2 separate regions of the Sus scrofa genome follow, and region 2 is linked to region 1. The links are chromatin contacts, called in public Hi-C maps. All regions are on one chromosome and are shown on one strand. Each heading gives the region's core, a stretch centred on a gene start, on an enhancer-like site or on the middle of the called end of the contact. The rest is flanking DNA. Distances are from core to core; before and after follow the strand shown.

Region 1 (4,362 bases), core at 702-3,201:
AAAATGATTAATATGCTACAGTTTACGTATGCATATTTTACCACAGTTGAAAAAAAGAACATTGACAATTATTATTGGATTATGTCTACATATCTATAAACTGCTAATCACGTTAACATACTAGGGTGGATATATACATATATTTATATTTTACATGTATGTATGAATTTTATGCAGGGTTTTCTGAGACATAAAAAATAATTCAATGGTTCCTCCATGGTAAAAACACAGAAAAACGCTGGTCTAGTGAATAAGAAATGGAGCTTTTCTAAGAAGTAAGTGATCACCAGTGGCAGAGAAAGAAAAGCAAGGCAATGATGCTGGCCTGATGGGGCAAAGAAATAGTGTATAGCATTGGAGGAAAATAAAATTAATTATATAGAAGCCCTGGTCACAGGAAAGATTTTACCTTAGGCTTGTAGCTAAAGGAAATGGGGAACTATTTGAGGTCCTGAGGGTGGCTATGGAATGAAGAAACTTGTAATAAGTTCAGTATGTCATCACGTGCAGTAGAGATGGGAGGAAGAAAAGTTAAGCCCAGAACCATTTATTTTGAGACAATAAAGATGCTCAGAATGTGAGGATGTTGTAGTTCACTACTATTATTTCTGGACCTGAGTTGTTGTAGATTATATTGGGTGATTTAGGGAAGGAATAACAGTGACAAAAGAAGGCCTGTGATGACTGTACAAAGCTAGAAGGAATCAGTAGAAATTGATAGTTTCAGAAAAAAGAGACTTCAAAGCCAAGGTTGGGTGGAATGATGACAACGATGACAGAGGAGTGCTCAAAGGTTTGAGTCCAAAGATTTGGAAACCAAGAGTATGATGCTACCATGAGGACAAACAGGGAATTGGAATGATGAATAATCTGGAAGAGGAAGGAGTGAGCTTGCAATGGCGGTGCAGAAAAGGGATCAAGAACTGTGAGAATCCATGTTTCTAGTTTGTCCCTCTAACGAGATGAGAAAGTTACCTCATTTACATGCAAAATAAAAGGGCACCGTGTATTCTTGAAGGTCCCATAAAAGTTCAATGGTCTCGTCACACTGAGTTGGAGATAAAAGTGGGACACCGGATGGAGATAAAACACTGAACATATGAATAATTCTACATCTGTATGATGTATAGAATTTAAAGTACATTTATCAAATCTGAATAAAAATTCGTCTACCAAACTAGGTGCTTTCTCAAGAAGCTTATACTTCAGTGTGTAAGACAAACTAATTCTATACTTCCATAGTTAAGTTTACTAAGTTCTTCCACAATGTAAATTACCCTCTGAAAATGGTACTGATCCCATTCTTTCAAAAAAGAGGCTGACTGTTAAATATTAAGGTAAGGTCTCAGACGATTCAATGAAAAGAAACCAACGAAATTTAATAAATAGACGCTAGCTTTCTTTGGTAGAGAAATTCTAGCGGAAGGTCAAGTCAGATTTCAAAGGCTTAAAGATAGAAGGGGAGAGGGACTTGTAGTATAGTGTACCGACTGTGGTCAAAACGTATTTGACAAAGTAAAAAACTCTCTAATACAAAAGATATAAATATGGCCTGGCTATATCAGATAACACAGTTTCTTTTAAAATACACACACACACACGCATTTTTTTCTTCCTTTAGTGAAACCACAGTGAACGACGGGTGCAGCACAGCTCACAGTCTTGCGTACTTCAAAAAATCGGAACAAGCGGCACTAAAGAACGCAGGCAAGTCCTTCCACTGGGTTCCGTCGCAGCCAAATCCACCTCCCAGCAAAGCGCGGCTCAGAGCCCTGGACAGCGTAGTTGCTAGAGTCTCAACCAAGTGAGCAACAAGGGGACCGCAACATAGCCAGAGAAACCAGGACACAAGGACAACTGGCTCCCACTGCAAGCCCGCCTCGCCACTGGGAGAGGGGCGGTGCCTGATGCCAACCATCGCCAAGGGCAACCTCGCGGGGCAGAAGTTCCGGCGAGTAACGTCATGCCGCAAAGGACGCCGCTATTTTACGTCACTTCCTCTGCTCCCATTAGGCAAGTGGACCTTGCTGTCGTAAACTAGCGGTTGACGTTAGATATTACTGATACTCGTCCAGAGCTGAAGGCTGTTTCGGACAGGTGACAGCGTCTCTGGTTCTGTTGGAGACTGGCTGGTTTTGCACACCCGTTTTTCGAATTTCTAGTCAGTTTTCCTGCCCCCCTATTTTGTGCCCGTACGGCGGCCGAAGAGGCTCGTGCGCGGCGGAAGTACCGGGCGGGTGGGTGTGCGCGCCCAGCCCTGAGGTGCACGTGGCGCCGGTGAGTGGCGGGTAGTCCGAGAATGCTGGACCCTGAACCCAGCAGAGGGAGGGAGGGGATGTGGCTGAAGAACTTGCTGCTTGCTGGGGGAGGAGGTACTCACCGGGGGCGACGGGGCTGGTGCGTGGTCTGCTGGCGCTCACAGGGCTACGGGGAGGTGACATCCTTTCGGCTGGTCACGGGCTGCCCAGCCGTGGCTGAGGTGGCGGGTTGCTTATTATTGTTGTTTCTCTATAGCTTCTGACCGAAGCCTAGAGGGGTTAGTTGGTGTACCCAGAGGCCATAGCAACCGAAAAGCATGCACTGTTTTTCTCTCTAGGTAGGAGCAAGCATGTCTTTTCGAGGCGGGGGTCGTGGAGGCTTTAATCGAGGTGGCGGCTTCGGTCGCGGCGGCAGCGGCAACAACCACTTCCGAGGTGGAGGCGGCGGTAATTTCAGAGGCGGCGGCGGCAGAGGAGGATTTGGACGTGGGGGCGGCCGCGGAGGCTTTAACAAAGGCCAAGACCAAGGACCTCCGGAACAAGTCGTGTGTATGTCGGCTTCTGAGTTTGGGCTGCTTGGGAGCGGAGGGGGAGGGGGGGCAGAGTTTGTGGATTTGTGTTATTAGGAAGTTTGACAAGGAGTTGGGTGCTGAAAGATAGATCTAGCAGCTCGCTCTTGTCATACCGAGGCTGCTGCTTGGTTGAGGAGTCAAGTCTATGGCAAGGCTGTAAACTGACTTAAATTGACTTTCCTTCAGAAAGCTGAAGGAAACACAGACCGCATCGTGGAGTTGGAACTTGAGCTTGGGCGGAAAGGGAGACATTTACTTTTTAGGGCAGCACCTGTAGCATATGGAAGTTCCCAGGCCAGGGATCTAATCAAAGCTGCAGCTGCCAGCCTACACTGTGTTGTCTGAGCCATGTCTGCGACCTACACCACAGCTTGTGGCAACTTTGGATCCTTGACCCACTGAGCGAGGCCAGGGATGGAACCCGCATCCTCATGGATACTAGTCAGGATCTAACCCTCTAAGCCACAACGGGAAGTCCTGAAAGGGAGATATTAAGTAGGTAATATTGTGTGCTTACTCTTGCTGTTCTCATTTTATAGATAAGAAATCTGTGATTTAGAATTAAGTTTCTTTGCTAAGGTCATAGTGACAAGTGATCAGTAAGTGATATATTTAAAATACATAACTACGTTTTCTGACTGCAAAGCCCATGCTTCCAATTGCAATAAGTAAGAGAAGTGAGGAAAATATTTTGCTTGGAAGGGAACCTACGAGGGGGAAATCAAGAAAAAGATCTAGTCAGAGTAGTTTTAGAGTAATTTTCAGTGAGGTAGGATGAAGTCATGGAAAGTGAAACAGATTTGGCAGTGGAAACCTACACCAAAGAAAAGAAAGGATGAATAGAGTGTAACATAAAGAGTAGGTTGGATCAGAATTCCTGCTATGGCCCAGTGGGTTAAGAATCTAGCTGCAGTGGCTTGGGTTGCTGCAGAGGTATGGATTCCATCCCCAGCCCGGTGCAGTGGGTCAAGGGATCTGGCAGCTGTGGCTCACATTCAGTCCCTGGCCCTGGGAACTTCCAGGTGCTACAGGTGTGGCCATTTAAAAAAAAGCAAAAACAAAAAAAGAGTAGCTTTGATCAGTATGGAAGATGGTTTGAAGAGGGCTGTGGCTAGAGTCAAAGGTTCTAGCCCACAATGGTCCATTCATGATACATTGAGAGGATGGTGGAAGTGAGAAAGAAAAAGAAGGGTTAGATAGGAGAGGCATTTCGGTAGAAACAAACTCAGTAGAACTTGGCTAAATACTAGTAATAAAGGTTTCCAGGTTTTGAGCTTGAGTGATAGGGATAGAGGGTTGATTTTGCAGGAATATGATGAGTATTTTAGTTTGAGATGACCATAAGTTAGATATAAAGGTAGTCGTTTTGAGATTCTAGACTTCCCTGGTAAAGATTGAAGAGCCATTGGTGAAGAGGTGGTAGTACGAAATTATGAAAGGGATGGAAAAAAAAACAGCAACAAAGACTGATTTAGAGATGGTGGAGAAGAGACAAAATGGAGCATAGTGTTTAATTAAATAGTGATGGTTAT
Region 2 (4,145 bases), core at 799-3,298, 110 kb before region 1:
TAAGTGACCAGGAAGAACGTTCTAAAGCATGCGTTTAGCAGTTGATTATTTGGTAGAGAAAAGTTGTGGCTTTAACTCAAATTCTCAAATAGTTGCAGGTTTCCTGAACGCAGGAGAACGATGGGAGCTGTGCAGCCGCCGAGGCCGGGCTTTAGCCTCCAGGTTCAGAGAGGGCAAGCCTAGTGGCGGGGTCGGGGAGTGGATCCTCTGCCCCAGCACTTCGGCGGGCCGCTCAGGCTCCACTGTTACTGGAGGCAACCCCTTCTTTTTACTTAGGAGTGAGAAAATAAGATCCTACTTCCCAAAGTCAACTTTTCATATAACCAGGCGCAGTTAAAGTTAAATAGCCCCGACGCCTGGCAAGAGATCAGCGCCCGGAGGACAAAGGCAGCCGGGGCACACACACCCCAGCACCCGGCGCCGCCACCAGCGACCGCAAGGAGGCGGCGGCGAGGTGCCCTAGTTGTTTTTCTGAGCCTCAAAGCTGAGCTTCCCCCAAGGGACCTGAGAGCTTCCCTCTAAGACCCTCCAGTTTTTCCCGCCACCCAGCAAAACCAGAAGGAGCCCGCGCCCCTGATCCCACCCGAGCGCCCGCTTGGCACCTACCTGCCCCGCGGAGGTCCAGCGCCGAGCTCATCGCAGCGGAACGCGCAGCACCGACGCCGCGACCGGCTTCTGCTTCCTGCAGCCGGAGCCGCAGCCCCCGCCTCTTCCTCCTCGGCCCCCTCCGCCGCCCGCTCCGAGCGTGGGGGTGGGAGTTGGTGGTGGCCGTGCCCCCTGCTGAGTTAAGGTCCGTTTCGTTCACCTGGAGTTCGCGGGGGCCAGAGCGTCCAAGCAGGGCAGGGGACGCGGTCTTCTTAGCCTGGCGCCTGGAGAGCAGAACCCAGCCTAAGGGACGCCGCAATTCTTATCCCGAGGCCAAGGGGCGGTCCCGGGGTGGGAGGACCCCGGGTGGGAGGCCCCAGGCAGTTTCAGAGCACCTGCAGGCAGCAAGGCTCGCTCAAGCTCCGCCCCAAGTGTTAGCTCTTCTCCACGCCCTCAGGTACAGGGTGTTGTGTTTTCCTGTTTCCCGTGGAATCTTTTCCCCAGTGCGAGTTACGTTATAGGACTTGCAAGGATTTACAGTACTTTAAAATGCTCTTTGTTTGTAGAGCGGATTGGGAGAGAAAAATAAAAATCTAACTGGATAGCTTCCTGCATATACTTGTGGCTGAAAAGTCTTGCTTAAGGGAGTTCCCGCTGTTAAGAATCCCAAGTTGTCTCTGAAAGGGCTGGGCCTGCAGCTGCAGCTCGGATTGGATCCCTGGCAAGGGAACTTCCATTTGCCCTGGGTGCGCAAAAAAAAAAAAAAAAGTCTTACTTGGTCATTGAATAGAGTATGAAATCAAAGGATTTTACTCACCCTTTGCCATTTGCTGTTCATTTCATTATATGCATAAAATATTTCAGAAATCACTATCTTAGTAACATGCTGCAGTGAAGACATGGAATATCAATTATCTCCCTCATACGGTTTTGACAATTGAGTTAAACTACTGTAGTCAGAACAATGCCTGGCTTGTGAAGAGCTCAACGAATTTCTATTGCCACCATCTTAAGCTTATTGAAAACAGAATTGACTTCTTTCGGTTTCCCCATTACCCAGCAGTTGCTTAGAAGGTAGGAGGAGCTCAACAAATATTTAACCTGAATAAGATTCAGGTTTCTGCAACTGCACTCTGGACTCTATCCAGTTTGAATGACTTCTCTGACCACCAGAGCTTCCTGTCCTTCTGCCTAGTTTTCAGGGTATCTCCTCTATACAGAAATAGTCCTTATATAGAAGTGGAATTTCAATTGGCTGACCCTCCATTTATCTGAAAGGAGACGAAAGAAATTTATTTTTTCTCAAGTATCTCACAATACTGTATTGCTTTTATACATATACGGTTATGTATTTTAAAGTAAGATACTGTCTACCTTAAGACGTACAAATACAAAGCATTAGGATACTTATTTCACAATTATAAATGTTTAATTTTAGCCTTTTAAAGCAATAGCTAAGGAATTCCTGGTGGTGCAGTGGAAACGAATCCAACTAGTAACCATGAGGTTGCGGGTTTGATTCCTGGCCTAGCTCAGTGGGTTAAGGATCTGGCGTTGCCCTGAGCTGTGGTGCAGGTCAGCGGCTGTAGCTCCAATTCAACCTCTAGCCATATAACCTCCATATGCCACTAGTTCGGCCCTAAAAAGCAAAAAAAGTAAAAATAAAGCAATAGCTAATAGTCCCCAGGTAAAAAGGGTAAGTGACTGAGATTGGGAAACAGGCTGCCTAGATTCTAATTTTGGCTCCACCATTTTATTCCCTTTGAGACATAACACAAGTAAAACAATGTAACCTCTCCCAGCTTCAAATTCTCTGTAAAGGGGGGACAAAATTCATTCAGTATTTTTTGAGACAGTAACTGGCAAACTCCTAGGATTATACCCAGCCCTCAGTAAATTTTCAGTTCATTTATTTTTAGTCACTAAAGATTACCTAGAAACATTCTCAAACTGTGGTCTCTGAACCAGCAGTATCAATGTCATCTGGGGACATACTAGAGATGCAAACTCTTGAGACCTACAGAATCAGACCTACTGAATTAGAAGCCGGGGGTAGGGTCCACCATCGCATTTTAACAAGCCCTCCAGTGGTTCTGCTGCATGCTCACGTGTGGGACATAGACGAAATAGGCACAACATTGTAAGTCAACTGGACTCCAATAAAATTAAAAACAAAAAAAAAGAATGCTACCAATCTCTTCCTTCTCAAAGTGGAAAAAAAGAATCCAAAGCAAATCCATATTAAAATAATCCATATTGAAATAATAATCCATATTGAATAATCTTAATTATTTTAATACTTTAACACCAAACTTAACTGACTGGATAGCTTGATTCTTACCATTATGAATAGTCACTTTTATGGAATTTACTGAATCTGAAGGTCTTAGCCAACTATTACCTATCCAAGGAATGAAATATATGGAATAAAGATAAATTCAGCGATAATTCTAAAGCTTAAATTTTGAAAAAAAATTTTTGACTTTTTTTTTCAGTGCTTACCCCCACTAAGCCTTGTTTTTTTTCCTATATAAATCATAGAAATACCAAATTTTTATAATTCTGATTCCTCCACTTAAGAAAACTTGAGAGCCAACAAGGAAATATTTATAAAGTTGTCAGCAAGGAGACTTCGAAGGCTGTTACGGAAACCTAATAAGACCAGGACAAAAAAGGATAACTTCACTGTGGCCTGTATGCAAAGATGACACTGCTGATTCAGTTTTACATTTTTTTTTAATTTTTAATTTTTTGCTTTTTAGGGCTGAACCCACAGCAGATGGAAGCTCCCAGGCTAGGGGTAAATGGAGAGCTGCAGAGGCCAGCCCACACCACAGCAACACCAGACCCGAGCCACACTGGAGACCTACACCACAGCTCACAGCAATGCCAGATCCTCAACCCACCGAGCGAGGCCAGGAATTGAACCCAAGTCCCCATGGACACTAGTTGAGTTCATTACTGCTTAGGCACAACCAGACTCCCTTTAGTTTTACTGGGAACTGTTAGTTTATTTTTTCATGTACTGGTTGTACCAATTCAGTGAGGAAAAACCACAGCTAAAGCGGCTATTTCAATTATTACAGCCAGATGTTACACAAGACTGGGATGAATATTCTGCAGGTAGTATCTGTGAATTTTCAAGAATGCAATGTAATATATATGGAAGGATCGTCTCTAATAGGTCTCATTTTACTCCCCAAATCAGTGGTCAGTCTGCTAAAGAGTCATTTTTATAGAAAAGTCCATTGTCTTCACTTTGTGAGATATCATTCTTGTTTTGTACCAGATAACATAAATACTGACAGAAATACCACTTTTTCATTTTAAGGGGAAGTAGTTATAACTAACAAAACAACTTTTAAATTAGTATTACTAGTCTAGTCGGGGCGGGGGGTGTCTCAGAAGGAAAGCTTGTTCTATTTGCCTTTTTTTTTTTTTTTTTTTTTTTTGCTGCACCCATAGCACATGGAAGTTTCTGTGCCAGGGATCAAACCTACCCCACAGCAGCAACCCAAGCTACTGCAGTGACAACACCAGATCCTTAACCTGCTAAGCCA

Evidence for each region. Hi-C and Micro-C count contacts between places; a contact is called where the count stands out from the background.
Region 2: a Hi-C map of liver shows a contact between it and region 1, with 2.0 times the contacts expected there. The contact joins the promoter of CASP6 here to the promoter of LOC102157627 in region 1. A contact is called at or near these places in 15 of 47 Hi-C or Micro-C datasets (alveolar macrophages, blood, embryonic fibroblasts and 9 more) and 2 of 2 datasets of contacts at active chromatin or transcription factors (alveolar macrophages and skeletal muscle).

The regions. Positions count from the first base shown.
Region 1 is chr8:112,411,904-112,416,265 of Sscrofa11.1, reverse strand. It overlaps LOC102157627, which reads right to left and starts at 1,951. Exons shown (of 2, transcript XR_001304070.2): 1 at 1,671-1,951. It overlaps GAR1 (H/ACA ribonucleoprotein complex subunit 1), which reads left to right and starts at 1,989. Exons shown (of 7, transcript XM_003129252.3): 1 at 1,989-2,277; 2 at 2,597-2,807. The coding sequence starts at 2,609.
Region 2 is chr8:112,517,353-112,521,497 of Sscrofa11.1, reverse strand. It overlaps CASP6 (caspase-6), which reads right to left and starts at 2,048. Exons shown (of 6, transcript XM_013989349.2): 1 at 607-2,048. The coding sequence starts at 637.